Regions from separate parts of the Zea mays genome. Here region 2 is linked to region 1. The links are chromatin contacts, called in public Hi-C maps. All regions are on one chromosome and are shown on one strand. Each heading gives the region's core, a stretch centred on a gene start, on an enhancer-like site or on the middle of the called end of the contact. The rest is flanking DNA. Distances are from core to core; before and after follow the strand shown.

Region 1 (3,653 bases), core at 574-3,073:
ATTCTGGAGGTTCTCACTAAGCTTACGCTTCTCATCTATTGTCATGTCCCTCTTATTTGGATCCTTTGCTCTTGGTTTCTTCATTGACGGAGTTCGGGTATAAGTGGGAGTATGACTGATCGGTCTTGAATTGGTGTCCAATGCCACATGGTGTCTCATTGAATCTGACCTCTCTAGGAAGCGCAGGTCAATTGGTGGCGGGGGAAACTTCTTCGGCAATGGAGGACATGATGCGAGGTAGTTAACCTCAGCCTCAATCTCAGGCCACTGTGCCTCAAAGATTCCTAACAACTGCTCCGCCATGAAATGCACATCCTGACCCTTGGGATTATATGTCATCGCATTATGGAAAGTAAGACGGACATCCTCAGCAAACTCCTTAGGGTTCCTGTACTGCCCACGGCTCAGCCGCCCCCTTATTGTGCCAAGATCCATTGGGTGCTTGATAATAGTAAAATAATCATGCAAACCAAGTGTGACTGGATCAACAGGCTTGTTGAACACCCACCCAAACTTGTGCTTCATTAAGCGGCTCAGAAGTGATGAGGACTTCTTGAACGCATGAGAGTACAGGCGCCGCTCGGCATCAAAGTCTGCGCCACGAGATTCTAGGGACCTATGTTTCTTCTTGTGGTGCTTGGGTTTCTTGCGCACATGTGAATCTGAGGGAGGAATCCTATCCTTGGCAAGCAAGAACTCTGAATTTTGGTACAATTGATTGGCCTTCGGCGTCCGTTTCTCCTTCTCAAAGGCTTCATTATGAACAACTGACACGGTTAGTGGTCTGCGATGCAGCAGCGAGCGGGCAGGAGTAACGGCAGCTGCAATCTGAGTAGGCATGGGCACCGCCATATCACCAGCCAAGAACTGGTGCTGAACATACCCAGCATCCACCACCTGCTGCTGTGTTGGCAGCACCATCAAAGGCAAAGGCACGGGCTCAGAAGCCTCCTGTTGCGCCAGGGCCTCGGCAGCCTCCTTCAGTCGCCTGGAGAGCACGCGGACCTGGTCGAGCTCTCCTGCCAGACAGCGCCGCAGCTCACTCCTTAACCTGCGTTTCCGTGCTTTCTCAGCTTTCACAGCAGCGGCGGCCGCCCGGTCGTCGCCGTGGCCGTTAGGAATACCGCCGCCGACCCGGTTCAGCCCAGACGAGGGATCCCCAGAGGCGGCGCCACGTTCCCCAGACGGCGCCCGGGTGGGAACCGAGGCCGGCGCTGCCGGATCGGACAGCGCCGCAGCGTCCACCGCCTCCGTGCGGTGGATGGAGCGGCGAATCGAGGATAAGGTTTCAGAAAGGGGATTCGGAGCCGGGGAAGGAACAGAAACGGGGTCAGCCGCTGATTCTGGAGGAGGTTTAGGGTTTTTGCGGGGGTGCTTACGGGTGTAGACCTTGATCTCAGCGGCCCAGCGCGACCTGGCCGGAACGGCGGGAGCAGGCGGCGCCTCCACGGCGGGGGCAGGGCCCGGCGCCGTCTCCTCACCACTGGTGCCATCTCCGGGAGGGTCAGAAGCCATGCATAAACCCTAGATTCGTGGCCCACAAGAAGCGAGGGACGGCACGGAATTGGGGAATTCAGGAGGGTTTTGCGTGCAAGCCCTAGGGAAAAAAATTTCTGTTGTGCTTCGCGGCTCCGATTTGATATTTTCCTGCGGCTATGGCGGCGGAGCGTGGCTGGGGAAGGTGCTTTTGGTGGCGGCGTCGGACGCGTCTCTGCTTTTGTGGGGGAGGACTGCTGCTGAGCCGACGAGCGTCGCAGGAGCAGGTGAGGGCGCTCGTGTGGCTGGTGCCAGGGCACCATCCCCTCTCGCCTAGGGATGGGTACGCGGATACGGTGGATTTTCGTATTGGCGTGTACTGATATGGTACTACATTGGAAAGGTTTTCTAATTGCAAAAAACAATATAGAAACAGCATGTTACAACTCTGAGTTTTTCCTAAATCATAAATGCAGCTAAAAAACAATGCGTATGGAGAATTATGTAACGACGGGCTCTTCGTGTCTTGCATTTTATTGCAGTTAACCCCTTAGAGACCCCTCAAAAGACCCCTATTAAATAGGGCCTCATTTAATATGGGGTCTCTTGTAAAGTCTCAAGAGGCTAAGCGAAAAAAAATACAAGAGACGAGCTGATATGACCACGCCATTAAGCAATACGTTACAACCCCCAAGTCATACTATATCAACTCAAGTACAACCAATATCATCACCAACCCAAGTCTTTGATGGACCAATTACACGTAGCCGAGCTAAGAAGCTACAACAAGAGGTGCACGCGCTACTTTATGAATTTCAATTAAACACTAATGAGAACTTTATGCTACCTAAGTCGTGTATGTTGATATTACTTAGGTTCACCAAAGAGGAAGGACAAAACATATCAAAGGCGAATCAACAAGAAGAGCTATGTCCGAGTCAGTCCAGCGCAACAGAACCGTCCAGAAGAAACAGTCATATCTTTTGATTCCCAAAAGCTATGAAGGCCCATAAGTACTTTTTGGAAAACTCTTGAAGTCTAGTTTCCAATGCTTCTAAAGCCGACTTAATCAAATCTACCAGAAAGGCAGCCGACCTACTTTAGTGCTGACTGGTCAGAAGGTCAACAGTCTGCTTGATGACCAAGTTTTCGTATTAAACTGTATCATTCTACGAAGTTTCATTAAGCATGCTATATATGGTGAGAAAGATTATCAAGTTAGCTTTCCAATGCAACCAGTCCCACGTCATTTGAAGATTCCTAGAAGAAGTTATTGTCAAAATACTGAAGGCTGCGCAGAAGTCAAACAGCCACACGGAAATCAGCTCTGCAGATCTCCCGAAGAGGCTCCTTCACATTAGCACGTGAAAATACTTTTGTTTCGTGTTTATACCTCGCTAAGGCTGGTTGTTACTAGTATAAATACCCCCCTATGTCTATGATGCAAGGCAGCTTATGATAATCTAAAACATAACCCCTTTGTTCAGCTATGTGCTAACAAATATTGAGAGTGATCTCTACCCCTTTGCTCTTGTGAATTCCTTCGCGGGATTGCAGAAGCGGCGGCTTCATCCGCTCCCAATTGGTGCTCCTACTCTCTTCGAGGTCTCCTCGATTGATTGTAGGCTATGTTGGTTGGTTCTTTGAGAGTGTGGTTGGACGAATCCTCGATTCAGGCTGCCGGTTAAAGACGGTGGTTGGCTTCGAGTTTTATTTGTCAGGTTGCACTAGTTATCGCTGCTTGCAGCAAGTTATCTTGGCTTCTTTGAAGCTAGTTATCTGAAGATTGATCCTACATCGTGAAGATCGGGCATCATGACACATCATCTGGTATCAAAGCCTTAGTTTCCACGGTAGGATTCTTTACCCTTAGCTACATATATTTTGTGTTCGTCCTATCCACCAAAAGCCATAAAATATTTTGTCATAGCCCTTTGTTTCAATCTGTTGTTTCAATGAGTTTTGTTAAGTTTTAGCCCTTAGAATCTTTGTTTAGTTGCTGGTCACTCTATCCTTTGTGTTTCCTTTGAGCCTCTTATATATATCTGAAAATATCCACAAAAAGAAAAATATGAAAACTCTTATCATTTCCTTCACGTTAACTTTGATCCTATTTAAGTTATAACTGCTGGTTGAGTTCTTTGTTAAGTATTATAAAGTGTGCAATATCATATCAG
Region 2 (3,438 bases), core at 779-3,278, 610 kb after region 1:
CCTGGAGACTGGTGACGCTCCGTTCAAGCTCCGAGATGTACTGCAGCTTCCTCACTCGTGACCTCTGAGCCGACTGCCTGTTTGCCAATATCCTGAAACCCAAGGAACAGAAAACGATCGATCGCTACTCAGTCAGCTATGTTACGTATGAGCTATGACTATTTATTAATTAAGAAACTAAGCACGAGTGATACATGTGGATGTGGATCAAAAACATGTTTATGTTCCTTCATTTCAATATATATAAAAACAGATTGGCAAGTATCCAAGCGAATCCATTTGTTCCTGCTTCAAAGACTTAGTGCAAATAAACTACGTGAAACTTCCATAATCGATGTTCGCTGTGGAGACATCACGAATAAATCTGCACTATGTAGTATGTACGGTCGAAAATAAATGCAAATTTTAAGAGCAAAAAAATTTGAAAGTTCAATATATGGTGAAAGCTAACCTCACACTTTCCTTTATCTCTCTCTTTCTTTCTCTAGGAAGCTTGAAAGCTGACTTAACTATTACTGGGGGCTCCATAAGTAAATTGTAATGCAGCGGTCTGCGGCTATTCTAATTTGAAATGTTAATCTAAGAGACGAACAGAAAAAATGGCAAATTAAAGGCACTATCGTAGTCCTGAGACCGCAGTCCTCCAAAAGTAGGAACCTTGATTGAATAAATAAAAAAAAAACTACTGTTTCACCATGGTAGATCGGATCGGTAGTCGAAAAAGATGGTTACTTAAAATGTACTAGCGGAGCCACCACTCACCACCCCACTAGGCAAGCTGCAAGTCGCAACTAACCTCTTGACCCTTTTGGGCTCAGCGACGCCGTCCGCGGCAGCCGGCGACGAGTCCGCCACCCCGTCGTCCGCACCCGCACCCCCCGCGTCCATGAGCTGCGCCCTCTCCCCGGCGCTGCCGGAGACGGAGACGGAGACGGAGACGTCGACGTCGGAGAACATGGACAGGAGCTGGTCGTGGTCGAGGCGGTCGAAGTCGTCGCCGCCGCCGCCGCCGCCGCCAATGACGACGTCGTCGTCAATGGGCACGGCCTCGAGGAACGCGGCCGAGTCGCTCGCGGAGCGGCGGTGCGCGCCGCGCCTGGCCGCGGCGAAGCCCAGGAACTCCCCCGCCGCCGGCGGCCAGTGGTCCTGCGGCGCGGCGCTCGGCGCCCGCGGCGGCAGTTGCGCCATCACCTTTTTCTTCTGAGGTGTGGGGAGTGGAGCTCGCAGCTCGGCCTTCTTGGCACCGCCGCTGGCTGCTCGGCTGACTGGGAACTTGCGGGATGCGAAGCTGGATGGTGGAGTGCTCGACTGCTGCCTTTGCTAGCTGTGTTGGAGATGTATGTATATAGTTATTAGTGTGTGTGTATGTATATGGTTATTGGTTGCAAGAACGCAGTGTAGGTGGAGATGCATAGGTGCACATGCATGGGGGGCCTGGCGGTGGTGGGGCAAATCACAGTGCACTTGCAATGCATTAGTTCGTGATAGAGACTGCATCTGCATCTGCATGCTTTGGTGACAGCCTTTAGAGGCTGTTTGTCTTGCAGCATCACGCATGTGTTTAGGGCTATGCATATCAAGATCCAAGAGATCTGGTAGGTTAGGTGGTTTAGAGCACAGTCCCAACCCTACACGTCATCCAGTTTTTATAGCATTAATTCAGCTGTTGCATAGATATTAAAAGATGATATGGCAAGCAATGATATAGCAAGCAATTAAATGAAGAAAGATTAAGAAACTGGATCTTGCATAAGACTTGGTTTCAACACGAAGATGAGTATTAAAGTCAGTTAAATAATATTGATTTGCATTGGAGAGTTAGTGTCTAACAGTAGTTTCTAGATGATGTGGAGCCTATAAAAACTCTTGGGTTGAGACTGCTCTTAGTAGGAGTACTCTACTACCATGTCTAGGGCAATAATTTCATATTTGTTTCCTAGTAGGCAAAACGAACTGCTCCTAGCTAACCTTTGTACTGGCATTGTTTCATGACTCTTGAGCTAAGATTTGTACTAACGCTGAGATTGACTACTACCATGTGAGCTGTTGGTGCTTTGTTGCATTGCTGTGGATTTGGTGACGATGCATGTAGCTAGCTCCCTAGCCTTATGATTAGTTATCCAAAGGTACAGTAATTAGGTATCTGTGCAAAGTTAGTTAGTTAGGTAGCTAGCTAGGTACCTAGGGAGGGTCCATTTGTTTGTTTTGATTTATTACTGGAGAAAAAGGGTGGCAAGTAGGAGAGGAGCAAGGGTGGATGGAGACGAGGGAGATCACATGATGAGAGGAGGAGGGGGCGGCGAGGCAGCAGACAGCTAGAGACAGCTAAGCGATCGAGAGGCTGTGGCCTGTGGAGTGCATTATACACGGATACACCCACATGATGAGTAGAAATGAAAAATAGGTTGATAGATAGATGGATAGACATGAACCAGTACTAGCAGTAGTACTTGTAAATTTTTTCGCCCACTAGTTAGTTATGGAGCTGCAGCTGGCCCTGGCTTCTGGTTCTGGGTTTCAGACATTACAGTGGTAGACTTGTTGAGCAGCTCGTCAGCTGGGAATGGGGGCAGGGGGCTTGGCAGATGCAGAGCATCTCGACACCACGTGTTGGACGCCGGGACCAGACTACCAGAGACAGATAGGTTGTGGTCACTTGCTCGTCGTCTGCCATGCTACTTGCAGTAGTGCAAATTCGGCATCCATTTAGATTTCAGATCCAGATTCTAGCATGGATATACTACTACTACTAATATAGAAAGAATCCTTTAATAATAATGGTAAAATTGCCTTTAGTACCTGGACAATGCACAATAAATAATTGAAGACACTATTTTTGTTAGTGTCAATCGCACTATCCGTTAAAAGAACTATTTAGTATTGATTAGTGGCTCTAATCAGTATTTAAAATTTTTGAATATATATATAAAGAAATAAGGCTATGGTCTAACAATTTTTCGTGTAAAATAAGTCATGGGTGGTACTGGATTGCCGACGGGACAATCGACTCGTCGTCCACTCTCACTCTGTCTTAGGTGCGAGAAGGAGCACGAGCTCGAGCCTAACCATATGACCTCGGAAGGACAGCTCGAATCATCGTATAGTCGCATACAGCAACTCTAGGTTAGTGCTTTTGTAACTCGTCATTCCTTGAGTTATATACCTTTTCTTTGAGTTATTATAAAATTGGGTTGAAATATTACATGCCCAGCTAGAAGAAGAGAGGAGGGAACAGCAGGAGATGGAGTCGAGGATGATAGCGGAGCGGAAGGCCCACTTGGCAGATCAGCAGAGGATGGCGGAGATGTTTCGTTACATAGAGAGCCTTGGTGCCGCATATGGTTTTGCTCCACTGCCTCCGTTATTCCCTCCAGTTGACCCTGCGCAGTTCTATACTCATGTGAGTATAAAAATTCTAGTCCTGCATGATATATATTC

What was found. A called contact is a pair of places that touch in the nucleus more often than the background predicts.
Region 2: a Hi-C map of ear shows a contact between it and region 1, with 3 times the contacts expected there. The contact joins the promoter of LOC103654746 here to the promoter of LOC103654735 in region 1. A contact is called at or near these places in 2 of 25 Hi-C or Micro-C datasets (ear and leaf).

The regions. Positions count from the first base shown.
Region 1 is chr4:234,429,709-234,433,361 of Zm-B73-REFERENCE-NAM-5.0, forward strand. LOC103654735 (transcription factor GTE4) reads right to left here and starts at 1,824. Exons shown (of 5, transcript XM_008681562.4): 1 at 1-1,824. The coding sequence starts at 1,515.
Region 2 is chr4:235,036,657-235,040,094 of Zm-B73-REFERENCE-NAM-5.0, forward strand. LOC103654746 (basic leucine zipper 19) reads right to left here and starts at 2,029. Exons shown (of 4, transcript XM_008681571.4): 1 at 797-2,029; 2 at 2-92. The coding sequence starts at 1,188.